2 separate regions of the Mus musculus genome follow, and region 1 is linked to region 2. A link is a contact called in public HiChIP or PLAC-seq data. All regions are on one chromosome and are shown on one strand. The core of a region is the stretch at or near the end of the contact, and the rest is flanking DNA. Distances in the headings are between cores, read along the strand shown. Region 1 has its middle 20 kb from the start of Taf8. Region 2 overlaps Aars2 (alanyl-tRNA synthetase 2, mitochondrial).

The links. HiChIP or PLAC-seq counts read pairs in DNA pulled down with a chosen protein or histone mark.
Region 1: an H3K27ac HiChIP or PLAC-seq map of embryonic stem cells shows a contact between it and region 2, with 5 times the contacts expected there. The contact joins two enhancer-like sites. A contact is called at or near these places in 2 of 39 promoter capture datasets (hippocampal neurons and liver) and 1 of 115 datasets of contacts at active chromatin or transcription factors (embryonic stem cells).

The regions. Positions count from the first base shown.
Region 1 is chr17:47,520,522-47,523,221 of GRCm38.p6, reverse strand. It overlaps a transcript of Ccnd3 not described here. Among named protein-coding and RNA genes, the nearest start is that of Taf8, 20 kb to the right of the region's middle. RefSeq lists an enhancer at 1-2,437. Within about 2 kb of position 1,436, at least 283 of the 459 cell types and tissues checked have an H3K27ac peak or open chromatin away from gene starts, as enhancers often do. A contact at or near this core is called in embryonic stem cells and liver, where this site is marked.
Region 2 is chr17:45,514,195-45,516,894 of GRCm38.p6, reverse strand. It overlaps Aars2 (alanyl-tRNA synthetase 2, mitochondrial), which reads right to left. Exons shown (of 22, transcript NM_198608.2): 6 at 2,258-2,403; 7 at 2,002-2,110; 8 at 1,612-1,650; 9 at 1,384-1,495; 10 at 817-950; 11 at 298-442; 12 at 1-74. Among named protein-coding and RNA genes, the nearest start is that of Tcte1, 7.9 kb to the left of the region's middle. Within about 2 kb of position 1,339, at least 31 of the 459 cell types and tissues checked have an H3K27ac peak or open chromatin away from gene starts, as enhancers often do. A contact at or near this core is called in embryonic stem cells and liver, where this site is marked.

The sequences.
Region 1 (2,700 bases), core at 187-2,686, 2.0 Mb before region 2:
TCATCTAAGCCTTCATTTCCTTGTCTGTTCAGTATGGATAATAGGATAAGACGAAGGAAGAAGAGGGTCTGTGTCTGGCATAGAGCGAGCGTTCAGTACTTGCTGGTCACTACCAGGCCTGGCTTTCTGGGCCTGAATATACTGCAGCTTCCTAAAACGTAGCCGGGTTCCATAGAGGCCTTAGGATGTACCGCTCCTATCCCGAGATTCTTATACACAAGCGGCTGCCCCTAGCTCTCTGGGGCATTCATTTATTCAAACCACTGTTCAGGGGTCAGGGTGGCTACATAAGTGAGGATATGCCTAGAATCTGTCAAACACATAGTATCTTGGAGGGTCTTGGGGGCCTCAAGGAGTCAGTTGAGTACAGAGGTTTGGGAGCGTGCCAGCAAGAAGCAGGTGACCCTTCTGCGTGTGTTCCCATTGAGCCAACTTCCTGCCAGCAGCTAAGACTCCCGATGTATCTCAAAGCTAACACCACCCTGCAGGCCCCTGCATCTGACCCTTGGACAACCAGGCTAGAAGCCACATCCAGGCTCAGGAACACAGAAGTCATCAAACCTTCTTCAGGACAATGAAGACACTTCCTGATGTGGCCCAGGGCCTTCCTGAAACCCTGCATTCTTCGGACTGGGACTGCTTATGGGGGTATCTTGAAGAAGGGGTGCTAATTGCTACTCATGGTGGCCCCAGGAGCCGGCCTAGCCCTGGGGGATGGGCAAGTAGTGGCTCCTTGTAGCTCTTAGACCCCAGGCTAGCGTGTGTCGAAATAAGGTCACTAGTAAGAAGTCTCAGGAGTTATGGAGTCTCTCAGATCCCTGGGACCAGGATACCTTCAGGCACTATACTGAGGAATAAACTCCCATAAGCCAGTCAAAGCGGCCCCTCGTAAAAGTCACTGTCAATCCTTTCTGTACTGAGTGCCTGGGGAGGCAGAGAGCAGAAGTCTCCAGCCCAGTGAATACTCCTCTCACCACTAGACCCCAGCTCCTGCCTCAGCCTCCCCAGCCTGGCTATCAGAGCTTAGCCCCACTCTATTTCCCAGGCCTTCCTAGATTACCCAGGGGAGAGTCTGAGGGTGGCCCAGCCTGGCAGATGGGGGCTGGCCCTGGAAGAGGCCTCTCTTTTCCACCTCCGGCCACCTGTCTCGAGTCCTCAGTCCTTCCAGACAGCTGGAGAAAGGCCCCCGAGAGCCTCTGCCTAAAGAGGGGGCTGATGTGGGAACACAGCTCACAAGGAGCTAAGCCAAGGCTGAGGGGAGGCCCTCAGAGCCGACGGGGATGCCGAGTGTGCTCGGGTGGGGGCGGGGCGGGCTGGGGGAGAAGTAGGGATTGGGGTGGGATCACAGAACGGAATGCAAAGCTTGTTCTCCCCGGGGCACAGCTGTTTATTTTGATCCCCTTGTCAGCTGCTGCCTGTTCCTTATCTCAGGGCTCAACGGAGACTCCACCCCCTCCTCTGTTGCTGAGCTGGAGAGGCAGACTCTGCGGGATGCTGCCCAGCTTCCTGCTCCCACCGCAGTCTTCCCCCGGCCCTCCACCCTTGCAGCCCCAGGCTGCTCAAAAGGACTAGAGGAAGCTGGCTTTCTTCAGACCTACTCTGTGCCCTTTTGAGGGTAACTACCCCCCCTTATCTAACTCCGCCCACCCCAATTGTCATGACGGCCTGAGCTGGGCACCCCCGAAGTGCCAGGCAGGACACTTTTAAAATTTTGTTTAATTGGTATAACGGGACTTGAAGAGAGGACAGAGAGTTGCAAGCTGGGGTCCACACCAGGCTCTGGGCCTTACTGAGCCCTCCACTGCCAGCTTTACTCTTAGCTCCTACAGCTTCCAATGAGGTACCACAAACTAGCGACACTTTTCCCATAAGCTCATGGAACACTCCTAGTACATGTTCTATTCTTCCTGTTATTATAGAACTGGACCTTTTTTTGGGGGGGGAGGGGGGTTTCAAGACAGGGTTTCTCTGTGTAGCCCTGGCTGTCCTGGAACTCACTTTGTAAACCAGGCTGGCCTCGAACTCAGAAATCCGCCTGCCTCTGCCTCCCAAGTGCTGGGATTAAAGGCGTGCGCCACCACCACCCAGCTTTTTATTTTTATTTTTATTGAGACAGAGTCTCACGTAGCCTGGGCTGCCCTCCTAATAGGTACCCCGAGGAGGACCTTGAACCCCTGATCCTCTGTCTCTACAAATCCTGGGATTATGTAGCACTGGGGGTCAAGCCACACACAGCTGCAGCTGAAATGTTCTTAAAAAAAAGAAAAGGCAAAGCCGGGCGTGGTGGTGCACGCCTTTAATCCCAGCACTTGGGAGACACGCCTTTAATCCCATTTGTGGTTTACTTCCCTTAATTGATTATGCGTCTTAATGTATGGAGAGTATATCTAAACTGTATGTATGAGAAACCCTCACAGCTCCGCTTGGCCTTAAACTGGCGATGTCGTTGAGGCAGGCTTTGAACCTCCACCCCCCGAATTCTAGGATTACTGTAGTTTATGGAACTGAACACAGGGCTTCCTGCACGCTTACAGAAGCACTCTACCAACTTAGTGACATTCCTAGGTCCCATTCTCTCTCCCTCTCTCTTTTGGCCTGGAACTCACAGAGATCCTCCTGTCTCTGCCTTCCAAGTACTGGGATTAAAGGCATATGCCACCATGTCCGACTCCCACCCTCTCATTTCCCTTCCTCCCTCAT
Region 2 (2,700 bases), core at 90-2,589:
TGCTCCCACGGAGGCCACGGCTGTCCCAGTCTCTGAATACAGCTGTAACACCCGGGCCTCACAGAGGCCAAACTCTGCCAGAAGCAGAAGGATTTATCAGTGTTAGGGCCCCGGGGATGTGATGATGGGTTTGGGATGAGGCTTTAGAGGGTGAAGGAGAAGGCATTTCCAGATGAAGGAGGTAGTGACCCCTGCTGGATACTTTGGGCAATGCAAGAGGCTGGTAGCTATCATTTCTCTCCTTCCCAGTCAAGGTCAGGTAAGCTTGTGCCTACCAGCCTGGGTCTAGGTTCTCACCATAATCCCCGTTGGGGTGAAGAGTGTAGTTATACTTGGGGCTGTCATCAGTTGTGGGTATGCCTTGACGGTGCAGCTCCTCCAGTGCGTGGACATCAAGACACAATCGGTCCTCCTGATCTGCCTCTGCTTGCTGGGCCCGGTGCTGCAATACAATCGTGTGTGGGTGGCAGGGAGGTGTTGAGGGGGTGTCAGGTGCACAGAGAACTCCATGGGATAGGACTTGAGCCTTTGAAAGCCCTGTCTCTGTGGACCCTGCAGCTTGCGTGGAATGAGACCTAAGGGGGTTTGCTGGCCTCTAGAGAGCTATCTTAGGTGGCTAGTAAACTAGACAGGACAGGCGCCTCAGGGTCAGGTCTCTTTGCCCACAAGCACCCCTGGCCCTTTCTTCTCCTTCTGTTTGGTCACTGGGGCTGATGCTCCTCTCTACAGACCGAGCAGGGCCCGTGGTTCTGTCTCCTTACCTCTAAGGGCTGAGGGAGGAATGGCCGGGTCACTGCCGAGCCTGGCGGCCTGTACCTGAGCCTCCTTCTGGGCTAGCTGCTCCAGTCCTGCCGTGTCCAGCTTCACCCCCTTCTCCTCCAGCATCAGCTCCACCAGGTCCAGGGGAATCCCCAGATTCCCAGACAGCGACAATGACCAGGCCACTTCGGCTGAGGACACAGAGCAGAGGGTTGAGGGTGGGAGTGGCAGATCAAAGGGAAGAGAAGGAAGTAAGCCAGCTTAGGGTTTTTTTTCAGTCACACGAACCCCTCTAGTGTGTGAGGCGCCATCTTGAAACTTTGAAACTTCGGGTTCCAAGGTCAGATAAAGATGAGAACTCAATGCATTTTGGTGGTCTCGGTTTAAGCATGAAGCTGACTTTGGTAACAAGGGCTGGGTGGGTGGGTGGTTAGGAGAGGGGGTGGCAGGGCAGGGTTCCTGTGGTGCTCAGGTTTAAAGCAACTGGGAGAAACTTCCGGCAGAAGCTGGGGACTGGGGGCGGGGTGTGTGAGTCTGAAGTCCTTGGTAGGCCAAAAGCTCTGGGCCTCCGCTCACCCTGGCGAGCCTGAGAATCCCTTTGCTTTGGCCAGGCTCCCAACTCACCAGGGAACAAATCAGAAGGGCCCAGGCGCTTGACGGTGCGATCGATGATCCGCCGGCCCCGCTGCAGGGAGGCCAGGAAGGCTGCCTCATCCTCTGACACCAGGCTGGCTATCTGAACCGAGGCAGGGCAGGGAGTGGATCTGGGTTTCCTTGGAGACGACGGGCTTCTCCCTACAGCTCTCGGGCAGCCTCCCCACCCCCACCCACCCTCCCCACCTCAATCAATACCTTGACTGAGTTCTTCTCAAGTTCTGGATAAGCAGATCCCTGGGGGTGTGGGAGAGAAGAGATAAACAGCCCACCCTTCCTCCTTACCGGCATCAAGGGACACCCGCCCAGGGGGCTCAGATGCTTTGAGAACTGGGGAGGGACTCAAATAAGGAAGTGACTTCCCAGTGGGGCAGGCATATAAGTGGAAGGGAACCCTGAGGTCAAAGGTCCAGCACCCTGAATGAACGTCCTTCCAAGGTCTCCCTGCTTTTTGTGAGCAAGACCAGCTCTCTCAGCCTCCTTGACGGGGTGCAGGACTGGACAGTGAGGGTGGGACACAGCTGGGGCTCAGTGGTAGGCTCCCAAGGGCTCAGAAGGCCTGCAGAAAGGAGGAGGTTCTGTACTTACCAGTGTCTCTACCACCACTGGCACCAGGCTGCCTAGAAAGCCAGGAGGTGCCTGCAAGACCTCTGTGGAATAGCGCACAGCTCGGCGGAGAATCCGACGGAGAACTAGCCTGGAGGGTTTCAGAGCACAGACGTGACCGCCTAGCATCATCCAGCCAGCAATACGGGGAGTGGGGTGCTCGCCTATTCCCTCTGAGCTCTTGACCTGACTTCACCTCCCCATTTCCCCCCTCCCAGCCCTGCCCTTCCAGACTCACGGGGCACCTGACATCCCCGGGGAGACACCGTCAGCAATGCAGACACTGAGTGTGCGGATGTGATCGGCTACCACTCGGTACGCTGTGTCTATCCGTCCCTCATCTGCTGCCCCTACCCGGCCAGAGTAAGGGGGAGCCCCGCAGCTCTGTAAGGCAGGAGAGTAGCCACAGGTGTTGGGCCTGCCTGACCTGGCCCAGGTGCATGCTTGTTCACAGCCATAAAACTGACCACCACATCCTGTAGGAACGCCTGCTGCCCAAGAATGGACATCCTGTGAGAATTCTCTGCACTTGTGAGAAAACTCCCAGAAATCCTAGTTTCTTCAAAACACAAGAGCTGTTCTTGGAATGTGTTTTCATGCTCCTCCATGGGTAGTGGATAGGAGTGAGTTTACTTCAGCTGTTGCTATTCATACGCCTCTATAGAAAAAAATGTTTTTGTC